Regions from separate parts of the Zea mays genome. Here region 1 is linked to region 2. Evidence: chromatin contacts called from public Hi-C data. All regions are on one chromosome and are shown on one strand. Each heading gives the region's core, a stretch centred on a gene start, on an enhancer-like site or on the middle of the called end of the contact. The rest is flanking DNA. Distances are from core to core; before and after follow the strand shown. Region 1 holds the start of LOC100275998. Region 2 holds the start of LOC100275072.

Evidence for each region. A called contact is a pair of places that touch in the nucleus more often than the background predicts.
Region 1: a contact with region 2 is called in a Hi-C map of tassel, with 6 times the contacts expected there. The contact joins the promoter of LOC100275998 here to the promoter of LOC100275072 in region 2. A contact is called at or near these places in 11 of 25 Hi-C or Micro-C datasets (bundle sheath, ear, endosperm and 5 more).

Annotation. Positions count from the first base shown.
Region 1 is chr6:30,539,422-30,544,618 of Zm-B73-REFERENCE-NAM-5.0, forward strand. LOC100275998 reads left to right here and starts at 3,832. Exons shown (of 2, transcript NM_001149896.1): 1 at 3,832-4,204. The coding sequence starts at 3,893.
Region 2 is chr6:30,367,994-30,372,912 of Zm-B73-REFERENCE-NAM-5.0, forward strand. It overlaps LOC100275072, which reads right to left and starts at 2,561. Exons shown (of 4, transcript NM_001149261.1): 1 at 2,348-2,561; 2 at 2,180-2,224; 3 at 1,655-1,687; 4 at 1,239-1,580. The coding sequence starts at 2,387. The coding sequence ends at 1,402.

The DNA.
Region 1 (5,197 bases), core at 2,582-5,081, 170 kb after region 2:
GGGAAAATTAATGCAGGTATAACAAGGTGCGGCCAAGGTTGAGCAGTAAGCATTTTAGTTGGTCAATATTTTATTATCAACACCTGTCTTACTAATAAGAGTGAATCCCAAATATCCCATTTAAACAAAGGAATATGAATATATCAAAAACACTTAAGTGAAACCACTTAAGCAAATTATTGGCAGATCATCGGATCTCAATTTAATTCCATCTTCAAGTTCAATTATCATGTGAGGAGTCCAGGTCGCTCATAACCGGGAGCACGACTGATATATCAGTTTTACACTCTGCAGAGGTGGTACAACTTTACCCACAAGCCATGTATCCCATCTAGCCCGGGTTGATCGGACCCTTAAACACTGCCGAGGTGAATGGCTAGGGATCCATTATGAGACTTTCACAAAATACACTTAATACGAAGCAACCCGCTAAGGTTTCTAAAGATGATGGTGGTGGCTCCCTAGGTGAAGTACCTTAGCCAAGAATACGACCCCATGTTAACGTGGGCTTCCAGCACCTACCGCTCCCCCTCTTGCCCATATTTCAGGTAAGGTTGCTAGGCACTAAGCATATAAAGCTAATTACTAAAGCCAGGGCCATAATAGCACTCGTGGTTGCACTGTTATCCTGGGTGGTCACTCCATATTCCAATTAATTCGGAATAATGCTGCTTTAACCATCGGGTTAATGTCATAATTGCCAATTAAAATTTTGGAATATTAACACCAATTAATGAGTGACATTAGAAATCATTAAGTTGAGCGGTGGCACAAATTTTGCACAGCTTAATAATTTTCCCAGGTTAAACAAGGAATACAGATAGTAAATCTAGGAAATCCTTAATTAGGTAAAACCCATCAAATTATGCAGTATATCAAAAAGTAAACATTATTATATACAATGAATAGGTACAAACAGAATATGCAGAGGGAGAATCCACTTGCCTTGCTCAAAAGCGTCTTGCGGGTCGTCCTCGAACGAACTTGGATCGCCTATCGCACAATCGGCTTCTAATAGAGTCGCATAGGCACATACAAAAATAAAACATACATAAATAAATAAACATGCACCATTTCATAAACATACACCAATACATCATTAAACACACATTAACATATCGCACTAATCACATCTTAATTACGTACTAATCACATAAATACTTATTAATTCAATTATAGCTATTAATGTGAGTCCTAATGGTGAATTTATGGGTGGGTGCAATGAATATAATTTTAACCAATATTAATAAATTTTGACATCATTAATGAAAATAATTATCGTCTTTAGTACCAATAAATAAATTAATACGTTTTTATCCTTTTTATTTCTAACCCAAATTATTGAGTATGGCTAAAAATAAATCTATTAATATTAATATTCTAAAAATCTACATAAATTGCTAATTGGACTTTTTATAACACAAGTGAGGATATTTTGACATAAACTAGTACTCTAAAAGTTTAAGTGCTAAATTTGCGAACATGATTATTTAACTAGCAAAAATCCTTTTTCCACACTACTGGTGATATTTTCTCTTTTCTTTCTAAAAGAAGATATTAATTAAATAATCGGATAAATCATCTAAAAATCCTATATTATTCATATGACATGCGTTCTATACCATTTTCTAAATCCACTTAAAATGCACCTATAATTCTCCAAATAGTTTCTAACGTTTATTGTGACCAAATTTAACTATAAAAACTCTTATCTATTGTTTTTATCACCAACATGTGACTACTAAATCTATGCCATATTTTTCTAATCCAAAAATCAACGCCACGACTAACATGAAATATAACGGTGTACGAATAATCGCATGAATCTACCAAAATTCCATAATGCACATACACATAAATTGCGAGTCACATGTGTTCATATTACAACAAACAAAATATACAACTCATGAATCAAATCAACAAGTACTTTTGTAAAATACACAAAATAATTTCGGTCGTCATCAACCTTAAGTTCGCGCGTGCGACGGAAAGAGTTCGACGGGGTTCGGCCGGGTGGAGAGCAAGGCTCGACTACGGACGGCGAGTGCGTGGCTCCGGCGACGAACTGTGGCTCCGGTGAACTCCGGCGACGAACGGCAACGGCACTAGCGATGAGCGAGGAGTGCTAGAGAGAGAGAGACAAACTCAAGTAGGGGAGAATGGGGAGGCTCTGCTGCCTTTTATAGAGAGAGGGAGGGAAGAAGAATAGTCTGCCAGAGAGAGTAACGGGTCTTCAATGGCCATCAGTACATCAGTTTCTTCAAGGCATCAATGGTGTGAGGAATGGGGGAGGAGAAACGGAAGAAATGAAGTCCATAACGCAAGAAACGGTCACACGGTCACGCGGGTGGACAGCGCGCTGCTCGCGCGCGGGCGTCGGCTCGGGTGCTCGCTCGACCGCGGCGTCGGGCGTTCGGCTGCTGTGCAGGGCGACATCGCGCGCGGGGCAGTGTGCAGGGGCCGGTGTGGCTCGCGCGGCATGGCCAGGGAGCGCGTGCGGCGCGTAGGGCGGAGCTCGCGCGGTGCCGCGGCTCGGCGGCGGGGCGCTGGTGTGCGCGCGTAAGAGAGAAGCAGAGAGAGGAGAGAGGAGCGGCGAGGGAGAGAGAGATTAGGGGAGAGAGAGAATAGAGGAGAAAGGGGAGTAGTAGAGGGAGGCGGCGGCGGCTGCTGGCAGCCAGCAGCGCGCGTGCTCGGTTTAGGGTTTGGGGCATGGGCCCCAAGTGGGTCGGCTGTAGGTTTAGTTTTTTTTTTAATTCTAAAATGCTTGTTTAAAGAGCTCAAAAATTCATAAAAAATTTACCAAAAATATTTATAAATAGAATACTTGTTTTTAGACTAATAATTACTATATTACTTAATTATTATTTAATTACTAGGATTTCTTTTTAAAAGGAAGTTAATAACAATCATCTGATAATCAATCAAGCGATAATCAATCAAGCGCATGCAAAGAAAACTGATCCAAAAATGCAAATAAATAATTAATCACTAAAAAATTATGATTACCATATTTTACTAATTTTATTATTTTTAGTTGATGGGTTTTTTGGTGTTACAATGGTCCAAATAACGATAGGTGAGGATAGAACGTTCTAATATCAGTTTACCTATTTGGTAAAGATTTTTACCCAATAAAAGACTCATAGGTTGAGTATTTAGCTCACGTATATACCCTATCTAGTCTAGCGATTATGATTTTACCCTTCGTTTGGAAAACGTAGCTCTGCCATATCTTTGCATCGTTATGTGCGGTTAACGATATTAAATTTTATGTGAAAAGATAAAAATATCCATGCAATTTATTGCGATTTTACCTCTCGTCAGAGTATGTAATTGTGATTTTACCTTATTAGAGTTGCGACATACAGAATAGGAAGGTAGTTTGGACCTTTCACCCACTTTTTTCACATTTTTTGTTTTTAATTACTAATTCTATTTTTCATTAACGACCCTGAGGGGAAGGGGTAAACGATAATTTTGTTTTTAAAATGGAGGGATAAAAATATAAAGTTGAAAAATATGAGGTAAAATCATAATTGCTGGCCAACTAAGGCCATAATCAAAATTGTCCCTATTCATTTATATCATATCTCATAAAATTGACAGTGCATATATTCAAATTCGAATTTAATTAAAATAAAATTATTATCAGATATAGCCCGTATTCTATTTCCACACTACCTACCGTTGTCTCCCACGTCGAAAGGCGGATAAGGTTTTCAAACGCACGCGATTGCGGAGATCTCGGCCGCCCGATCCGCCACTCCTCCATCCGACGGCAGGTACGTCCCCGGCCGGCCTACTACCCGGCGACCTCGGTCGCCCATGGCCACCGCGAAACCTTATCCCCAGAACCACACGGATAAACCCTAGCTGCGCGAGCCCCCCGGCGATGTCGGTGGCCATCCGCTCCGGCGAGCTCCTTGCGTGCCCCGTCGCACTCCGGCGGGCGCCCTTGGCTGTGTCTGTGGTGTCGGTGCGGATGAGGGCTAGGGGCGCCGTGGCTGTGCGGGCGGAGGCAACGGCCGAGGGGGTAGGGAAAGAGGGGAAGAAGGCGGCGGGGAAGAAGAAGCCGGCGAGCGGGATCACCAAGCCGAAGCCCATCTCTACAGAGCTGCGGGAGTTCGTCGGCGGCGCGGCGGAGCTGCCCCGGACTGAGGCCATCAAGCTGGTATGGGCGCACATCAAGGGCAACAACCTCCAGGTTCGATCCCCGCCCCTCGCTATCTATCGCTGTAGGTGCTTTCGTGCTCCTAGTGTGTGCAGAAACGTGACTGTGCTATTAAGATTTAGGGGCTGTTCCTTACTTGCCACATGCCACAGTTTGCCACGCCTTAAGGTTAAGTAAGTTTGACCAAGTTAGGCATGTGTTTGGTTTGAAGCCACAGTTGTGGCAAGATTTTTCTCCTGCTACGTAGGTGTCACTCGTGTAAGATTCTCTTAGGCGTGGCAAACTTTGACGTAGAATTTGAGCGCCTAACCTCAGACATCTTAGGCAAGTGTGTCATAAAGTTGTGTGATAATTTTTGGCACCATAGTTATAGAACCAAACAGCCCCTTAGTGCGTCTTGGTTATCAATATTGTGGCTGCAATGTGTTCGGTTCTCTGATTTGATTGAGTCCGATCGGTAGCTGAAGTTATCTGGGTCTGACAATTGTGTCGCAGTTTGGTTGTTTTCTGTTGACGCCTTTTCGGAGCGCCAAACACTCAACAAGAACCGGCGGCGGTGCTCTCTGGTCAGGCGCGGACGGTCCGCGGCACAGGGCCGGACGGTCCGCGACCTGGCGCAGGGGCAAAGGTTCCCTGCCTGACGGCCGGACGGTCCGCGCCCTAGGGCCGGACGGTCCGCGCGTGCGCAGGGGGCGGCGAAGGTCACCGGCGGCGCCTGAATCTCGCTCCCGGGAGGGACCCCGTCGGGGAGGAGAGATCCTAGGTGGTGTCTAGGCTCGGACAGACCGACCTAGACTCCTCTAATCGACGTGGAGTCGAAGAGAGGCGGAGAATTTGGGGATTGGAAGGCTAAACTAGGGCTAAACTAGAACTAGACTAGAACTACTCCTAATGCGTAAAGTAAATACGAGTAATAGACTTGATTTGATCGATTGTTGGGGGGTTCAATCGGCCGTAGCCCTTCATCTATATAAAGGGGGAGGTCTGGATCCGTTTCCAACTGTTTCCCGAGTTAATCCCGCGGTT
Region 2 (4,919 bases), core at 1,311-3,810:
TGTACGGTGTCTCTTTTATTGCGGAAGGTGGTTGGTGTTGTGGCATTGCATCTGCAAGGCTACAGCTAGTGTATAAATACCTGGGTTGAGGATGAGGGAGGTACCAAACAAGAAGGAACTGCTATCAGCTGGTTGCTACCAAGGATAACCACCAGTGGCATCTTAGCAAACGCCCCAGCCTGCATTCGATGGGCCGCCATGCGCTTGCGAAATCGGCAGCTCTGCTCCGGTAACTAGTAATCCATGTTGAACCTGCAACGACAAACCAACATTGATTAGACATGTGTTCATTCTGGTTGCTTCCACCATGATGATCTTGAATGGCTGAACAACAAGGATTGGTCTCATATTATACTGCAGAAGACTTGTATTGGCACATGCAGCACCATTTCAGCTCTTTGAAGTAACTGATTAAATTGCCATTTGCAGGGAAGTCAAGAACAAGCAAAGGACTACTAACCTTGTGAAGCGACTGGAGCCTACTGAAGTGAAGTCCCCAGAAACATCATTGTGGGTCCCACATCCAATGACAGGGATCTACTACCCCAAGGGCTTTGAATGGGTCATGGAGGATGTCCCCACAAGCGCAGCTTCATTCCAGCAGTCATACTGGTTCAGGACTGGGGAGGCAGAGCCAGCAAGCTCTACTACATCAAAGAACGATTCTGCTTCCTTTGACCATCCATTTGCTTGATGTATGAGAGGCTTTGCACTGGAAAAAAACACTGAAAGACACAGTTGTGTGTTTTCAGGAAGAAAAGAGATACAGTTGTGCAAGTCATTCACCATCATGCCAGGTCCATGGATGCTTCATGCTATGACGAAGTTACCAGTTGTTCTGATTCCCGGTATGCAGTCACAGCACCCACCAACAGATCAGAAACAACGTCCGCCTTTGTTTTGTACTTTTTCTTAACCTTCTGGTGGTTCAACTTAAAAGACCTTCCCTAAACTGTAACTTTATAGCAGCAGTTATTTTGTTTTGTTTTTAAGCTTGTCCTGAGAAAAGAAACTAATCAAAGCTTTAGTTCTCATACTGTTACAGGAGAAGCAAACATGAAAGATCATAATACTGATGGTTTCAGAAAACTTATTTTCAATAATTTTCTGCCATTTCAAATTTCAGACCAAGTCAAGATATGGTAGCTTTACAACATAAAGCACAGCAATAAATGATAGTGACGGGCCTTCAACCATGAAAAGTAAATGAATAGCATGTAGGGCAAATATTAGCGTCATTTCTTCCTAATTGAAAATTCCATCCATTAACAACTTCTGGTTACAACAGAAATGACCATAAGTGTAGCATAACATTACTAACAAAGAACTCACATGTATGTAATTAAACTGCAACTCAGCACACAGAACTCAGTCTCTGTGGATTTTGTGGTAGCAGGAATACTAGCCATAAGGATGAGACTTTTCAGCAAGCTCGGGTGAAACAACTTTTTGTGATTCATCTCCTCCAGCCTTCTTCTGAAATTCAATGCCCTGGAACTGGACTCTTGAAGATCGATACTGACAACCAAAAGCATTTCCAAAGCCCCATCCTAGTCCAAGACCAACTCCGCAGCCCCCACCTATTTTTAACAAGATGGATTTTAGAAATCTACTAGCAAGGAAATGTAAGTGAATATAGGCTTAGAAGTAGTACCAATACCCAAGCCGAACGTGTTAAGAGGCATTCCTGGGTAGAAAAGCAAACCAAAAGCATGTCATTTCTTGATCATGAATACACATTTTCATTGAATATTACTCCCCCCAATCACAAATAAGTGACATTTTGGGTTATCTAAAACGAATCATTTTAAACATTTGTTGCATATTACTAAGTAGCTTCATAAAAGTATACTTTACTATGATCATGTTGGTAATGTGATAGGAACCAATCCATATACACAATGTTGGTCCCTAGTCCCTATTTAGCAGTAAACAGATATTAAGCAACTTGGAAAGAATCGCATGGGAAAGGGAAACAACTTGGGACTGAACTGCAACCGCATGCTTGTCCTGTAAATAATTTGATAGCCATTTTACCGCCAAATACAGCCAACACGAAATCAACAACACAGAATCCAAAAAAGGATCTCGCTAGTTCAATTTGACAAGTTAAGATTTCTAATACACGCCTACACCAAAAAGAAACAAATTAATCACGCGAAAATGAGCATGCTCTCACCTCCGAACCCCCACCCGACGCCGAACCCGCAGCCGACACCGAACCCTGCACCGGATCAAACAGAAAAAAAAATGAATTCAGCAAACCAAATAAGGAGCGAGAATCAGAGAGAGCAACGTCAAGGTCTGATCTTGGCGCCTGAAATGATGGGGCCTTTGGTTCACTCACCGATCCCAATCCCGGGGCCAGTGAATGTGCTGACAACCATGGCTCCCTCCCTCCTGCTCCTTCCCCCTGTGGATGGACGAGAGAAGAAGCCAAGAAAAAGCGAACCCGACCCTGTGGCCTGCGCATTACTCCGGACTCCGGTGGTGAAGATGAGGTGACGTCAGCGACAAATCGGCCGGGCCGTATTGGGTCTACACACCGGCTGACGGGCTTTGCCGTTGCTTTGGGCTAGGTTCACCTTTCTAGCGCAACTACAAACGGAAAGGCCCCTATAGCTAAACCAGCGTCCGACTAGCGGGATAAACTTTTGGGCCCTCGGTGAGTAATACTTGACAGTTTTTCAGCTCTCGTTCATTTAATCCATATGAATTGGATATTTAATCCATATAAATTGAATGATATTAAGTCGGTTTAAATTCATAGCAAATTAAAATTTATTTTAATTTATTTTAAACCACTTTAATTTATATAGAATTATAATAACCGAACAAGGCCTAAGGACTTATTCGTTTTGATGCTTATCCATGTGGATTGACGGGATTTAGTTGGTTTAAATCTATAGTAAGTTAAAATCAGACTCAATGCCACCCAATCCACTCCAATCCACATGGATTGGGAATAACAGAACAAGACCTTATCGATTCCAAAGTCCGAATTGTTACCTAGGAACGTTATCTACTGTTAGTAGAGATGTCAATGAGTAAATAAATACCCACATAGTATTACTATCTCATACTCATACCCACTACAAAAAGATAACCTCATCGGATCACTTATATTGACTTGTGGGTATGGATTTACCCCAGAGTCACCTGTCGGGTTACCCCGTACCCAAAAAGATTCAACATATAGATATATACGGTAAGCACCATTGAACAAATATAATGAACTATAAAAAATATGAGTTATGAAACATCAAACTTAAATAAGTCGTGTGCCATAATTAAGCATCGCGCCATTTGATTTCTAACATTATAGATACATGAGGCTGCAAAAATCAAATTGCATGGCTAGGATTGTGCTTAGGTCTTTAGAAATATTATCTAATTACATAGTTGCACAAGAAACAACTATAAAATCTGCTTGGAAACTATACTTACACAATTGATTATAGTGCTGGGAAAAAAACCATAACCGAAACCCAAAACCGGAATACCCAAACCCAAATTACTCAAAACCCGAATTTTGTTCAAGAATTGTGAATGGTAATTTGTAAAACTCAAACTTATTTCAAGTAATTCGGATATTACAATCGGGTACCCGAATTACGCAGACTTTCATGTGTTATGTACTCATGTCATTGTTAATTATCAAATTGTGCATATATAATTATGTGTAAATGTGTATGAACTTGTAAACTTGTAATTGTAGATTGTTTGTGTTTTTACATGCATGTATATCATTATTCAAACTGTGTTTTGTACTAATTCAATAGGGTGTATATGTTTTATGAAGCTGACACAATATTTCAGGTAGTTCGGGAATACTCAAACCCAAAACTCCGGGTACCTGATTTTTTGGGTAATATAAAATCCACTGTAATTTCGGGTACATATTCTCAAAACCTGAATTTTAAATTACTCGAATTACCCCGACCTGAAACTTTCGAGTAACCCGAATGCTCACCCCTAATTGATTGGATGGTGTTAGGATCAGGATGAGCAGGGGTACGATAATCTATGGACTATGCCTGGCTGTATGTGGAATTCTATAGTAGAAAGAGATTATATAGCTAGGGTTTCATTTATTTTGGGCAAGGCCAAGTACTCAAGTTTATGCATTTTGGCTAAATTTGTACTGGATATTTTATACCCACCGGGTTAACGAGTATGGGTGATGTCGGGGGCGGTAATTAGGGACACCCTGATTATCCCCCTAACGAACGCACTCAGAGAAATAAGAACCAAACTCCTGAAGGGTGACAGCCGAGCCACCTACAAAAAAACCAAGACATCCCTTGAGGATCTCCCACCTCGAGCAGGGCTCCACCTCACCCGAGGTCGACACCACTCGCTCAGCCTCGCCCGAAGCCGCCTCAGCCCAGTCCGTCTCGCCTGAGCTGGCCTCAAGCGAATAGGACAAGGCACTCGAAAACAGGTAGGGGACATGCGCATTTAATGCGTGTGCCAACCCGCGCTGTGGCAGCAGAGCACAGTGGCGGACAATATAGCAATCACGCCCGGTGTAGTGTTATGATTACGCCTACATCACAGTGCACGCACGCCACCTGACGCCCTCCGATGGGACGTCTAACACGACAAGCCAAGCGGACATGCCTTCGGGCATAACCGCTCCGCCTCGCCCGACCCTGGGCTCAACCCTCGGGCAAGTTCTCCGCCTCGCCCGAGCTCAGTCTCGGCCACCGACTGCACCACGAATCCTGTAGACAGCCACTACGCCCAACTGTAGCGCACGTTGAGAGACGGCTCGGCTAGCGCCTCGAGAAGACTTCTGCATCAACCAAGCAGGGACTCTGATCTCGATGAGTGCTGTAGGGAATCTCGACGTCATCATGCACTAGGACGATGATGCGCCCTGTAAGCAGCCTTTAGCCCATACCCCAACGCTGTTT